Regions from separate parts of the Mus musculus genome. Here all the other regions are linked to region 4. A link is a contact called in public Micro-C and promoter capture Hi-C data. All regions are on one chromosome and are shown on one strand. The core of a region is the stretch at or near the end of the contact, and the rest is flanking DNA. Distances in the headings are between cores, read along the strand shown. Region 1 holds the start of Dmxl2 (Dmx-like 2). Region 2 holds the start of Tmem266 (transmembrane protein 266). Region 3 holds the start of Idh3a (isocitrate dehydrogenase 3 (NAD+) alpha). Region 4 holds the start of Peak1 (pseudopodium-enriched atypical kinase 1). Region 5 holds the start of Dnaja4 (DnaJ heat shock protein family (Hsp40) member A4).

The links. Promoter capture Hi-C pulls out the DNA fragments that hold promoters and counts their contacts. Hi-C and Micro-C count contacts between places; a contact is called where the count stands out from the background.
Region 1: a contact with region 4 is called in a Micro-C map of embryonic stem cells, with 12 times the contacts expected there. The contact joins the promoter of Dmxl2 here to the promoter of Peak1 in region 4. A contact is called at or near these places in 1 of 39 promoter capture datasets (liver), 3 of 484 Hi-C or Micro-C datasets (all in embryonic stem cells) and 1 of 115 datasets of contacts at active chromatin or transcription factors (astrocytes).
Region 2: a Micro-C map of embryonic stem cells shows a contact between it and region 4, with 5 times the contacts expected there. The contact joins the promoter of Tmem266 here to the promoter of Peak1 in region 4. A contact is called at or near these places in 1 of 484 Hi-C or Micro-C datasets (embryonic stem cells) and 2 of 115 datasets of contacts at active chromatin or transcription factors (astrocytes and large pre-B cells).
Region 3: a promoter capture Hi-C map of pre-B cells shows a contact between it and region 4, with 5 times the contacts expected there. The contact joins the promoter of Idh3a here to the promoter of Peak1 in region 4. A contact is called at or near these places in 3 of 39 promoter capture datasets (erythroid cells, liver and pre-B cells).
Region 5: a contact with region 4 is called in a promoter capture Hi-C map of erythroid cells, with 23 times the contacts expected there. The contact joins the promoter of Dnaja4 here to the promoter of Peak1 in region 4. A contact is called at or near these places in 3 of 39 promoter capture datasets (erythroid cells, hippocampal neurons and liver) and 1 of 115 datasets of contacts at active chromatin or transcription factors (astrocytes).

What each region holds. Positions count from the first base shown.
Region 1 is chr9:54,500,214-54,502,969 of GRCm38.p6, forward strand. It overlaps Dmxl2 (Dmx-like 2), which reads right to left and starts at 1,413. Exons shown (of 44, transcript NM_172771.2): 1 at 1,138-1,413. The coding sequence starts at 1,224.
Region 2 is chr9:55,325,507-55,328,206 of GRCm38.p6, forward strand. Tmem266 (transmembrane protein 266) reads left to right here and starts at 1,407. Exons shown (of 11, transcript NM_172923.4): 1 at 1,407-1,494.
Region 3 is chr9:54,585,039-54,587,887 of GRCm38.p6, forward strand. It overlaps Idh3a (isocitrate dehydrogenase 3 (NAD+) alpha), which reads left to right and starts at 1,473. Exons shown (of 11, transcript NM_029573.2): 1 at 1,473-1,505. The coding sequence starts at 1,479.
Region 4 is chr9:56,416,642-56,419,480 of GRCm38.p6, forward strand. Peak1 (pseudopodium-enriched atypical kinase 1) reads right to left here and starts at 1,409. Exons shown (of 7, transcript NM_172924.3): 1 at 1,300-1,409. It overlaps Hmg20a (high mobility group 20A), which reads left to right and starts at 1,978. Exons shown (of 10, transcript NM_025812.3): 1 at 1,978-2,290.
Region 5 is chr9:54,698,167-54,700,872 of GRCm38.p6, forward strand. It overlaps Dnaja4 (DnaJ heat shock protein family (Hsp40) member A4), which reads left to right and starts at 1,393. Exons shown (of 7, transcript NM_021422.4): 1 at 1,393-1,694. The coding sequence starts at 1,563. It overlaps Gm46113 (a long non-coding RNA gene), which reads right to left and starts at 554. Exons shown (of 2, transcript XR_001779175.2): 1 at 1-554.

The DNA of each region.
Region 1 (2,756 bases), core at 163-2,662, 1.9 Mb before region 4:
AGCACCACTGATTAGTGAAAGAATAATATGTCAAACAACCCTATTTTTAAAAGTATTCTTTCAAAACTAGAACAAACCTGAGCTGACTACATCTTAAAATTATTAAGGCCAAGAAGCAACCTTGTTGAGGTTTTTTTTTTTAAATGAATCACAAAACATTAAAAACAGATAAAGTGTTCCAGAATGCAGTGCTACATAATGATTCTGCAGTTTTGCTGTAATTTTTCCTGCAGTTTTACAAACATGCTGCTGTAGACATCAAATCAAATGGTTCCCGTTGTCTAAAAAGCATATTACTAAGCAATATCCAATTTAATTAAGCATAATGATTATCAATATGTACTTAATAGAGGTCTCACTAATACAATTCCTTCTAAGAAGGACCATGTATATACTTAATATAAAAAACATTATTAATCCGTGTGAATCTTACAAAATAATCTCTGGGAGAGCTTGATTTTATCAGCCTTTTCTCAAAAAAGGATTGATGAATCCCACCCATCTGGCTGAGAAACTGACTATGTCGTGTAGGGAGGTGCTGGTTTCCAAAACGCTATGTTTACATACATTTTTATCACACGCCCAAGGAAAGTCTTAAAATGTAACACTGCTTCAGGCTTTAAAAAAATTAAAAAAAAAAAAACTAGCTTGCAAAGATTAAGTTAATACCTGAAAGGATTACCGAAACGGAACCCTGAGCTAGATAAGACAGGCCACTCATGAAAAGGTGACTTCCATTCTAACTCTTTCAGGGAGAGAGCGGATTTTTCTATTCCCGTATGCTAAAATTCTACCTAGGGAGATACAGAGGGCGCGTTTAAAGCCGCAGGCAGCTCGGGAGGCCAGGGAGCAGCACCGCCTCCATACCCTGAGACCAAGACCGTTCGCTGCCAGCCAGGAGCAGGTGGAAGCCGCCCCGGGCTTCGGCCGCTGCCAACACCTCCCTCCCGGCACCGCAGACCCCGGGGCTGCCCCGAACCTTCCATCCCCGCCACCCGCGCACTCACCGGGCGGGCGGGCGGGCGGACGAGGGCGGTGATTCCTCATCCTTCCCCTACCCCCGCCCAAGCCCAGAGCCCAGGGGGCGTGGGTGGGCTCGTCGCTCACGGCCCTACGGGAGGCCCCAGCTCTGCTCACCGTGAAGGGGACGTCCCCGACGCTGCCCACCGAATAGCAGTTGTCCCCAGGGTTGACAGCCCCGGTGAGGACCTGATGCAGATGCATCTCGGGATTCCGGCTGGAATGAGCTCTGCGCCAGAGGAGGACGAGTCCCGCGCCCGGCCGCAGCCGCTCTTCCTGTGCGTCCTCGGGACTCAGCGCCCCGCTCGCCTGTCGTCTGCCGGCCGCCGCCCGGCCATGAGAGGCTCCGGCCGCCGCAGCCCGACCGCCGCTCGGCTGCGGAAATGCCCGGATGCTCCCACGGCCTGCCGCACCGGCGCACAGTGCGGGCGCAGGGCCGCGGCGCGTGCGAGGCGGGGGCGGCGCCGGAGAGCGCGCAAGCGGGGCGCGTGCGAGGCCGTCACGCCGCGCGCCAGGGAGAGGCCGGCGCGCGCCCGGCGCGGGGACGCGGCGCGCAGGCAAAAGAACGCGCTCACACGGGAAGCCACGCTCTCGGCGCCGCGCGTGCGCGTGCGCGCGCCACCGTCTCCAGGACAACTGCGCGCGCCGCGACGCGCGGACCCTCTGTGCCGGTTGCGCGCGCAGACCTGCGGGAGTTCCCTGGGAGCCCGGGGCCCAGACCTCCAGGGGCGGGGCCAGGGGGCCGGCCTGTTTTGCTAAGTGTTTAAGCGTCTCTCGAGGACAGCGCGTGCTGGTCAGTACCGCTGACCTCAGGGGAAGGACACTACCATCACTGGGCAATCCCATGATCTTAAGGTCCTTCTGTCTACTTTAAAGTATGCAGCATCTTACAGCCTTTAAGGGATGCTGAACTCCCCCGACAGCAAATTGTTGTGCTCACACTTTTTCTCACACGTCCCCCTAGAGACCGGTGATCCCTCTATCTAAAAGTGTTTTTCCCCCAGGGTATGATGTCATGAAGTCGCAGAATCGCCTGCTTTTCCAGGCTGTCTGCTAATTTGAAATCAGATCCCTGCCCCCACTACACACACACACACACACACACACACACACACACACACACACACCGGGTCAATTCTTTGCGATTTTTAGCTCAGGTTGTAGAAAAGAAACCGCGGCACGGAACAAAGGTTAACGAGGAAAATTTAAGACCAAACACGCACAAGGCTTACAAAAGATACAAAAATCGATGAGGTTACAATATGTTAACTAGGGGGCTGGAAGGATCTCTCTGAGGACATAGAGTAATGAGTCCCTGGATTCAATTTTGACAGGCTAGGAGCAACTAGGAATAAAGCATTATAATAAAGAAATTAGGAGAGCTAGAAAGTAAAATGTACGGGGGAGACACTAAGTTCAATGCTTGAGGCAGGTATATCAGTTAGGGGAAAGATATGATAGTTAACAAGAAATACACGCACCCAGGGGGGCTCTATGTCCAGGGCTTTCGAGACACTGAATCCACTGAGAAGCCCAGATTTTGTTCTGCCTGTCCTAAAGGCTATCTGCTACTTCTCAGCTGAAATGTATAATCAGGTGAATGTGCCGAGGGTGGAGAATGGAGGCAGATTCCGCATGTTTACTGTTCCGGGAAAGCAGCATCAGTAATCAACTAATTCCCAGCGACCTAAGGCATATCCCTTTTCATCTATAGTGGCATAAACCCCCAGGCTAAG
Region 2 (2,700 bases), core at 157-2,656, 1.1 Mb before region 4:
GGCACATGGGGTAGGGGTGGGGAGTGATTAGTTTCATGCAATCTCATTAATTCCAGGGATTATTGTTTGTGCTTGTTATTGGAGTCTAATTCAGGAAATCTTTGTATCTCAATGTTTTGCCAGATGGCTAACCAGCGAAACACTGTCATGAATGCTGTTCAAAGCCCTTAAGGAAACTTAAGTGTAGTTCTACTAAATGGGGGGTCACGGGGAGGTAGTATGGAGGGAGGACAGCATTTCTACTTTCCAGTCTATTTATGCCTAGAACCAGTAGGGGGAAATCCTGTCAAGCCAAATAACTTCTACAACTGTTTTCTCCAAGGACCCCCTGCCCCCCGAAATTAGACATTACAGATGGTTAAGAAATGTTGGTAGGTGAGGACTAAACAAAGACATACTTTTCCATGTACATTCCTTGTCTAGACATTTCTGTATCTATTAAAAAACCGATCCGAGCCCTTCAGGCGGTTCTATGTATGGTCTGGGTTTTAAAGCTTTCAATTCTAATTTCTACCGTTTTGCTAGTGGAAGAGAAGGCAAGAAAGTCGCAGGCGTTCCTGAAGGCCACGTGAACCTAACCAAATAGTGATTATTCTGGAGGGGAAGCCAATGGGGGAGAACCCCAAAGTCACTCAGGAACTTTGTGCCCTAGAGAAAGAAGGGTTTCCGATCTTTAAAGTATCTAACATAAGAAGGCCAAAACCCCAAAGGAAAGCGGCTATTTTTAAAAAACTGTTTTTAAAAACTGTTCACAGCAGTAAGCTTTTTTTTTTTTTCCTTTTCACACGTGAGGCTTTTTTTTTTTTTTTTTAAACCCCCAGATTGCTCAGTCACTCTGTCTACTCTAGGCATTCTCAATCGGGACAGGCGCTTCAAGGGCAGAAAACTCTTCATTTACAATACATGACCAACACGCACAGTGTATCTGTCACGTGAGAATGTGATGGGGACCACCGAGGGGTGGGCAATGCCTTCAAAGGCTCCTTGGGGCAATGCACACACCAGGGGCGGCAGGCAGAAACCTCGGAGGACACTGCGCGCCGCTACTCACAGCACAGTGTGTGAAAACGCACCCAGGGCGGTACCGTGGGACCGCAGGCGCCCGCCCGCCCTCGGCCGCACCAGCCAGCCTCCGCTTCGAGCTCCTGCCCCCTGTCACCCGCGCCACGAGGCCCGCTTGCCCTTCGCCGGGGGTGACTGCCCACACGCGGCCCCCGCTGGTCGCAGTTTCCTAGACAGCCGCGCGGCCCCTCTGCAGCCTCCGGAACGCGCGAGCGGGAGCGGGAGCGGGCAGCGAGAGCGCAGGCGCGGGCCCGGGAGAGCCGCCGTCCCGAAAGCGCGTGCGCGCGCGCTCGAGCGGGGTGGGCGGAGGGGCGGAGGGAGCGGCGGGGCCGCGAGGGGGCGGGGGGGTGGGGGGGCGGAGAGGGGAGCCCCGGGAGCGGGAGCGCGGGCCCGGCGCTGCAGAGCAGAGCGAATCCTGAGCTCCGGCAGCAGGTACGTGTTCTTGCAGCCGGCAGCCGCCGGGGCTTCCCCGGCTGTGGCCCGGGCGGGCGGGTGAGGGAGGCAAAGGTAGGGGCCGGATCGTGGTTTGCAGGGTGACTGCCCTGGAGGACTAGGATCCTGCAGCTGACCTTCATGTCCCGGGCTGGGGAGCCGGACGACCATCCTCTGGGGAGCACGGGGTCTTCAGATCCAGACTGGGGATCTGCTTGTCACATGCTTCTTATTTATTTTTGCAAACTGTCCTGGTTCGGGTCCAGCTGCGGATGCCTTCCCTCCTATTCTTTGCCTCTGTGTGCCATCTTGCATTTATTAATAAAACATGAAAGCTGGGGGTGCGGGAGGTTTGCTTCTAAGGGGAATCCCATTGCAGTATAGCAAGTGGACGCCTATTTTCGGTTTTCAGACGTGGTGTAGAGGTGGAAATCCCACACCCTAGGGGTTTGTGGCTTTGCTGGTCGTGACCACTTCCTAGTGGGCTTCCCCGGTTTGTCGCTAGGTGCCCCAGCGGCAGGATGGACGGTCTGGAAAGGATGGAGGGTTTCATGTCAGCCTGGCGTACTGTTCCGAGGACAGGTGCAGACAGTTCCCTGCTTGCTAACTTGCCAGGGAGGTTTAAACCCAGGAAAGAAATTCTTTCTAAATTGTTAATAGGAGGCCTTGAATTGAGCATCTGAGTCTTGCTTACTCAGACTCATCGCGGTTTTGCATCTGAAGCCGATTAAAGCTAGCCACCTGTTGGAAGTCAGACCCCATACTCCATTCTGTTTCATAGTCACCAATACTGAAATAATGAGGTCCGTAAGACCCCATTCTATCCTCTTTAAATGTGTTGCCTGCCAATTCTTTCTTTTGAAATAAATTCTCATTTTTTCCATTATATAGTTTAGACTGAAATATGATTTACTTATATTCCATATACATACATCACCATATTCTAAGCACTGGGTTTCTCTTCAGGGTATATTATCTATTTCCCTAGCTTTAACTTGGCTGTGAAGAAGAGTGGGGAAAGTGGACTGTATGTAACTGCTCCCTATGGCCCTCCCCCAGGAATAATATAGTGAAAAGAACAGAAAGAGCCGGAAGCACAAAATGAAAATGACTCGCAAGCTGTGGGGGTCCAGCAGCTGGACTGTGGTACCACATTAAACCAGGAGATGTACTTGTAGGGACCCAGTGCTGAGCTAAACGCCATTT
Region 3 (2,849 bases), core at 223-2,722, 1.8 Mb before region 4:
TAAACCCCCTCTTACTCTTTTTGAAGTAAGAGTTATAGTGTGTAAATGGAGAATGTGAGTGTGGTGTGTGTGTGTGGGGGGGAGAGAGAGAGAGAGAGAGAGAGAGAGAGAGAGAGAGAGAGAGAGAGAGGGAGGGAGAGAGAGAGAGAGCGCTTGAGTGCTTGAGTGCTTCATGGCTTCATGGTAGGTATCCTTACCTTAGCTTTTGAGACAGGTCTCCCACTCACTAAACAACCTGGGGCTCATCATATCAGCTAGGCTGTCTGGCAATGGCAGCAGGATTCACCTAGCTCTGGATTTTCATTGCTGGGGTTATAGATGCTCACTCTTTCCTGACTCTTTACATGGGTACTGGGTATTGAATTCAGGTCCTCATGCTTTTGAAACAAGCACCTAACCCACTGGGCCATCTCCCCAGCCCAAGAGCTGTGTTTTCTGAATTTATTTTATGAAAACACTTACATTTGCTAAAAACTTCAGATTGTACATTTACATCAAGTACTTTTTAAAAGATTTGTCTATTTTATGTATATGAGTGTTTTGTCTGCATGTAGGTGCCTGTGCCATATTGGTATCTGGTGCCCTGTGAGGCCTGAAGAAGGTACTGGATCCTCTACATCTGGAGTTACAGACATTTGTGAGCCATCATGAGGGTGCTGGGAACTGAATCCGGGTCCTCTGCAGACTAATAAATGCTTTTTATTCAGTAAAGCTATTAAAAAAAAATAAAAATTAGCCAGATGATGGTGGAACACGCCTTTAATCCCAGAACTCGGGAGGCAGAGGCCAGATCTCTGTAGGTTTGAGGCCAGCCTGGTCTAGCGAGTGAGTTTCAGGGTAGCTGAGGCTATGCAGAAGAACCCTGTCTCAAAAAACAAAACAAAAAAATGAAAATTTAAAAAAAAATGTAAGAATCAAGTTAGGCGAGGTGGTGCATGCCTACAGTCCCTGTACCTGGGAGATAGAGGCAAGAAAAGAGGAACCCCTGGCAGTCCGGGGTTCAAACCCAGCCTCAGCTACATAATCAGTTTGAAGCTCCATGATACTGTCTTAAGAAATGAAACAAAACAAAACAATGTTTGAAAATAAGCAAGATATTTGTCCCAGTGGGACCGCAAAGTTTTAAGGGGCGCACAATCCCCCAAATAAAGAAGGCTGATTGGTCCCCTAATAGGTCGGAAACAAAAAACTCATCCAAACAGCTTTTCAATGAATGAAGCGGGAGGAAGGGGAGGAGGCTTCCGGGTCGCAGCTGGGCCCGCTCCGCGCGTCATCAAAAGATGAAGGCGGTGATTGGTCAGCTAGCGGCAGCTGTGCAGCGGGGTCCGGAGCGGGGCGGTGAGCGATCGAGAGACCCGAGCTAGGGGCGGGGCCACACGGAGCCTCGGGGCGGGGCCGTGAGGGGCGGGCTTGGGAAGAGGGCTATGCGCATGCGCCCTGGTGTTGCCGCTGTCGCCGCGGTGAGGGAAGTGGACGCGATGGCCGGGTCCGCGTGGGTGTCCAAGGTGAGCGCTACAGGGCAGCAAGCTCGAGGGCGAGCAGGGAGAGTAGGCTGTGATCCCGCCTGATGGATGGCGGAGGCGAGCGCGCGGAGGCGGCTCATGGCCCGCGGGCAGTGTTTCGGGGAATGTGGCCGGCACGCCGTGCGTGGCTAGCCCTGAGCCGGGACAGCCGCGCCGGGCGGGGACGGCGTCAAGGTCAAGGCGGCCAGTACTGCTCCGGGTGTCCCCACCAGTGTCCTCCAGGATAGGTGCACAGGCCTCCCCCGGAGCCCTTGAGGGTCACAGACAGGCCACCTAGGCCCCGCGGCCCTGTCACCTGCGGGTCTCCGGGCAGCATGCCCAGGTCGCCCCTCCCTGATCCCTCAGCCTTTGACCGGGTAAACGCTGGGCGCAAGAGGGTTTTCGAGGTGAGGGAATCCCGGGCCGTTAGGCCAGCCAGATTTTTCTCTCTCTTGGAACTCTTCCTAGTCTGATGCCTGGTGCCCTGGTAGGTATTCCTCCTTCAGAGGACGCAGGGCATCGTGCTCCTTGGAGTTATACTCTGAACGTTCAGGGAGATCGCATCATCGTCCTTTCACCTTCAGTTGTTGGGACCCAGCGATCTGGGACTCTCTAGTTCTCCCTGATAGTTCAGGTACTAGAGCTGGAAGGCGCTTCAGGTTACATATGCAGTCTTTTCGTTTCCTGGTGGAGCTGACCTGCCCTCGAAGACAAATTTGCTCAAGGTCATACAGGAGGTCATTGTCATCTTTGAGAGAAACCCGAGGTATTTTGATTTTCTGTCTCTCCGGTGGCCAAGGTCACTTAGCTAATTATGGATATAGTACTGACCAGGCCGTAGGTCATCTGATGCCGTCGTGGGTGGCTCTCTAGAAGTCTGCTATAAGCAATGCAGATTTTTAAATGAAATTTGTATTGCCCTTCTCCTTTAAAGAGAGGTTTGGAGATGCACTATTGTTTATTAATAATTCAATTTAGGGGTTCTTAATTTTAAATCCTGACAAAGCCATTGGCCAATTGTGTATCCTCTGCAAACTATTTAACATCTGCGAACCCACCTGTAAGATACATGTGCTTGTGTCACAGGTATTTCTGCATGAAAGCACCTATTCCATGTAGAAGGACATGAAAGCCTGAAGCTTTCCTAGCTATCGATGTATCTGTCTTGGCAGTGATCAAGCAGACAGTGATTCTGGGACATCAGTAACTAGGCTTTTTTGTTTGGTGACTAGAATCTACGTTGTCACTATGTTCAGACCCACTTTTGCTTGAGATGCTGTTAGGTCACATTTGGTTTTAAAGGTGTAGCAACAAGTCAGTCCTTTAATGTCTGGGCTTACACACTCT
Region 4 (2,839 bases), core at 159-2,658:
AAGTTTTACCCTTGTGGATAATTCAAGTTTGGGCTTTCTGGGTTTTTTTTTTTTTTTCCTCTTTGCAGAGAGCAATATGTGTTCTCTTGACTACATACTTAATTTGCCAAGGTAGATAAAGGGAGGACAGTGTGGCTGAAAAAAAAAAAGAGAAAGAAAGAAAAGAAAGAGAAAGAAAGAAAAAGATCAAGTCAACAGATAGGCCACCAAACAGAATACTCAAAGCAATTCCGACTCAGGTGAAAAAGCAGTTCATGCACATCATCCAGTGGCTTAAAAATAGTCTTTTATGTAAGTCACCAAGTATTTAATTGAGAGTGTACTCTTACCACATTCAACAGAGGCAAAGAAAAATGTACTGGGTTTTCTATAGTAAGGCCAATAAAGATGAAATCATAGTTTTCCTCTAACTCATCTCTATCCTTCAACACCAGCCATCCAATAACTCCATTCCACAGCTCTGGTTCCTCAATTTGGGTCCTTAAAAACTGGACTGCAGACATGGGGCCTGGGGGAGGGGGACTGGAGGGCGGACTACTCTTTGATATTGCTCTCAGCAGTCCTTAATGAAGTCCAAGAACAAAATCAAGCTCTCCAACAAATGGAGCATAAGATGGGGGATAACGAGAAGGGGACCCAATTCAGATGGGTAGTCCTCTTCGAAGGAGGAAAGGAAATTGGCAAGAACCCATAAGCCAAAGGGCAAAGAAAAACAAATGTCTAACCCAGCCTCTCAAAATCCCAAACCCCTAAGCAACCTAGGAAGCCTGCGCACATTAGGGGCTCCCTGGCCAGAGCGTAAAGTGAGCAGGCACAGAGCCACCGGTTCCGTCCTGACTGCTGAGGCAAGGCTGAGCCTGATCCTCCAAAGTCTGGGAGTGAGGCGACCATACAGACTAGGCAGAAGCCCTTCTTGCCCCAGCCTCCACATCTCCAGCTCCTCTAAGGCTTCACTTTCCCCTGGAGCCTCGCAGCCCAGCCCCGGGAAGTCCCTAGCCGCCAGGTTCCAACTTTCCCTCCTCTGGGGGGCGCCGCGCTCCCGGGACCATCGCAGCCAGGGTAACGAGGCCTGGGCCGGTGGGGGGCATGAGAGGGCTCGCGGCGCCCGCGGGGCGCGTGGGTGGCCGGGGCACTGCAGCCCGCGCCCCGCAGGACGCACGGGCTGCCGAGCCCCTGCGGCGCCACCCAGTCCCGATCCCCCCTAGGTCCGCGTCCTCACCTCTCGGCGACCCTGGCCCCATAAGCCAGCGCGTGTGGGAAAGGGACCGGAGGGTACGTGGGCAACCCTGCCCCCGTTACCTGAGGGGAGCACAAGCCGTTGCGATATTCAGCATTGCCTCCTGTCCCGTCCCCTTTCTGGTGATCGCGGCCGCCTCCACCGAGCAACTGACACAACTAACTAACTACTCGCGGCCGCGGAGTCCACAGCGCGCTCCCGGCCGCTCTCCGTCCGCCCAGCCCACCAGTCCGCTCGCTCCTCCCAACCCTGCACGCCGCCCCGCCGCGCGCACCCTTGCCGCTTCACTTCTTCAGACCGCGCGCGCTCGCCCGCGCGTGCCCGCACCAAACCTCGGCGGTCTCCGAGCTCTACTCTCAGCCCCATGGGAGGAGTTGACAAGAGGCCACGCCTCCCTGAGTGCCAATATCCGGAGAACACGAGCTAGAGAAAGTCTGATTGGCTGAGGGGTGGAGCCAAAGCCAGGGGGCGGGGCGGCAGGGACCTTGAGTCCATGTGACGGGGAATTTGGGTTCAATTAAACGCCAGTGGAAAGAAACAGCGCAGATTTGGATTTTTTTCGGGGCCGAATCACCTTAAGTCAGCCATTCGTCTAGTACAGAATAACTATCCTCTAAGAGTCCAGTATACAGTAATTAAAATTTAAGTCCCACTATTTTTTGAGAGCCTTAGCAATGAAAATGAAAACTACATTTCCCAAGAACCTTCGCGAAAGTGTGTCTCACCTTGCGTGGTCACGTAGTCCTTCGCCGCATTGGGCAAAATAATCCCTTCATTTCTCTGAAAGTATCGGGTATAACATTTCACGTCTCTCCTCAACGGAACAATTCTCAGTATTACCACGTTAAAAGAAGTTACCTATCTGGAGGTGACTAAGTGATTAGGTAAAGAGTAAGAAAAGACACCAAAATAAAGTACTGCGGAGGAATTTCTGTCAAGCTGTGAGACGACGGAGTGAAGAGTGAAGGCGATTGCGAGGGGCTGAGGGAATTGTCCTCTGTGCAAGGGACTTTCATTAGTCCCCAGGCCCCTGCCTGCTCCTGCCGTCAGCAGGTTAGTAAGCAAGACGAGCATGGGGGTGGCAACAGTCGAGATGTCCTTCCCCCTTTGAAGATCATCCTTCTTTTGCTGCTGCTGTTATTGGTTTGTCTTGGTTTAAGGCCCACTGAATGGGGGCGCCTCACTTCCGGTTGGGGGAAGGGAGACATGCTGTCATAGGGGAGGGGGAACTGTAACTCACTTCCTGTGGGGGTAGGATGATGTTTGGGGGGTGTCCAAGCCACTTCCCGTGTTGATGAGAGCCAGAAAAGGTGTTGGTTTGTGCCATTCTCAGAGAGAGTTCCTACAGCCTTGGGGTTGTATTTTCACGTCACAAGTTCGGTTATTTCCCCAAATTATGATAATCACCAGGCCACGATCAGAATTTATGTATTTTGTTTCTGTGTGTAAATTGGAAAATCTCTCCCCAGCAAGATTGTCTTAATGCTGTCTCCAAAGAATTTTAAACACCTTGTTAAAATTCTCTGCAAGATTACATACTTTGTTATGTGACTTGTGAATTGCCCACCCTTGCACCCAAGTCAAGCTTGTCCTTAACTGAGT
Region 5 (2,706 bases), core at 143-2,642, 1.7 Mb before region 4:
GCAGAGATTTGTGTAGAGAAGACACAGGAAAATGGAGTCACAAATTCCTGACCTCCTGTCCTGAATCTGCCCAAAAGTGACTGTTCTATAGGAGCAAGATCCAGAAAGTGGATTCTCATGTTCCCCGGAAAAGAAGCTAGCGGCTTGGCTTAATTTCTCATGGGTATTAAGTCGTTTGTATCCCTATTGCGCGCATGAAAGAGGAGCTTCAGCCACCAGATCAAAACCCAGGCCAGTGGACTCCAGGGAGCTGGCCAGGGTGGCTTCCTCTCCTGGATAAAGTGTTGCACCACGAGAAGCCTAAGTAGGCCAGAAGGGTCTGCAGTATTCTGATAGCGCTGCAGCAGCAAGTCCACACCCACATGTTTTGAGTAGTCTTAATCGTGGCATCCGTTGAAAGCAGCCTAGAGAAGTAGAAGATTGGACCGCCTGGTCTTGTAGGCTTCAGTGCCCGGTAGAGCTGCAATACTGGTTCGATGGCTCTGCCTTGGCCCATTTGTGCATTGATATGTGTGTGTATGGGGGTGGGGGTGGGGTGGGGATTCCCACTCCTGAAAAAAAAGAGAGATCACTGCTCATCCTTGAAAGACTTGGAAATAATGTCACTGTTCACAGGTGATAGACGTCATCACTGCTCACAGCTGGGAAACGTCACTCCTCACCCTTGGGGTACTTATGAGGTTTCCAGCTGTGGGCAATAGAGAGGCCAGTGTCCAAACTCAGGCCACCTAAAGGCCACTGTTCACATCTTCAAAGGCTAATGGTCACCCAGCCTTCAAGATGCCTAGGGGGAACCAGCCACCGCAGGATCTCGACGCCACCACAGAAGGCAGCCATTCACTCCAACACCCCCCAAAATGCAACAATCCAAGGCAGACCCCAGAGCACACCCCCGCAGTGACCGAACAGAAGGGGGCCACACCCCGAGGCAGAGGCCGGGTGGGGTCCGCGCGTCCGCTGACCTCCCAGTCCAAGCTCTCCTCTGCCCAGGGTTCGCGCACACGAGGCCCTCCTGCAGGCCATCGGATCCCAGAGCGACCCAACCCCGCGGACCCACGCAAGGGCAAGGGGACGGCCTCGGGGCGGCGTGACAATCGGCAGCGAACGACTTCCACCACGAAGCCCGAAACCTCCACGCCGAAGCCCCCCACCCCCGAGCACCCCAACATGGCCCGTGGCGGCAGTCAGAACTGGAGCTCCGGGGAGTCGGACGGCCAGCCAGAGGAGCAGACTTCAGAAGAGAACGGGTGAGCGCGCGCGCCCGGCCGGAGGACCGAGCCCCGGAGCCGCCGGAACCTCCGCGAACGTTCTGGGCCTATGTGGCGTCACGCCTCCTGGCGGAACCTTCCGCCGGCGCCGAATAAAAGCCGGCGGCGGAGGTACCGGCGGCTCGAGTGCGGCGGTGCCGGGAGCGCAACTGGGTCCCGGGCTCACGCTCGGGACGGAGCCCCGGGAAGCGGCCGCGACCGAGACGGTGACGCGCAGGCCGGCGTCGGGGGCACGGGCCGGGGGCGTCGGGGGCGCGCTGACCCGCTTCGTCCGCCCCACCCCGCAGAGACAAGATGGTGAAGGAGACCCAGTACTATGACATCCTGGGGGTGAAGCCCAGCGCGTCCCCGGAGGAGATCAAGAAGGCCTATCGGAAGCTGGCGCTCAAGTACCACCCGGACAAGAACCCGGATGAGGGCGAGAAGGTGCGGGGCCCCGCGGGGTGTCGGGGTTACGGGAGGACCCGGGCTGTGAATTATTGAAGGCGACGCAGAGGCTCTCTCCAGGAGCCGCGCCAGCCCGAGGGAGGCCGCGGGGCGCAGTCAGTCGGGGGCACCTAGCAAGGCTAGGTGCGGGGCGCCAGTGCCAGCAGCCATCCGCACCTTCGTTCGCTCTACAAGTGTTTCTGGAGCCCCTGCTTCCGGGCTGTGAGGACCCTGACGGGGATCCGTGCTGACCTCTGGGAGCACAGCTCTCTGAGGCAGCCCTGGCATTCCTGTGGGAGAAGACACCGGCAAACCAGAAACCCTGGCACCGGTGAACAGAAGCTATGTGCTTGTTGGGGACCCCCCCCGGCAGCGAAATATTGTGTTTCTGTTCCGCGTGTTGCATAAGCCCTAGGGATGAGTTCCTGTGATCTGACTTGTACCTTAGACAAACCCAGCGTCCCTCTTGAGAGGGACTGAGTGGATATGATCTGTGAGGGCCACCTCCTGCCTGATACAGTTTTCAGACACGGAATCATCACTTTTTTTGTCGTTATTAATCAGGGGTGCAGAAGTCTGTAACCCGACACATCTGCTTATAGTGAGAACTCCAGGTTTCCTGTGACAAATGACCCACGGTTGACCATAAGTACTGACAGATAATAGGCTGAAGTGCTCTGCAACTGGTGTCCTAATTTGAACCTTTTCCATCCTGTTTACAGAAATAAGGCATTCTTCATTTTGTTCCCAAAGCGGAAATGGCCCACCTGAATAGGAGACTCAAAGTACCAGCCATTGCAAGGAGAGTTGGCTAGCTAGTCTGTTTCACTTCTTGTCGTTTAAGAAAACAAAACAAACCCCCAAGGAAACCAAACAAAAAACCCACTTTGGCTGCCCCAGATGAATCTGGGGAGCCAGCGCCATGGTGGGAGCGCATAGCAGTCACACCTGGATCACTTTTGGAGCCGCTGATCACCCTGTCTAGCATTTAGACCTGGGGAAATGACACTCG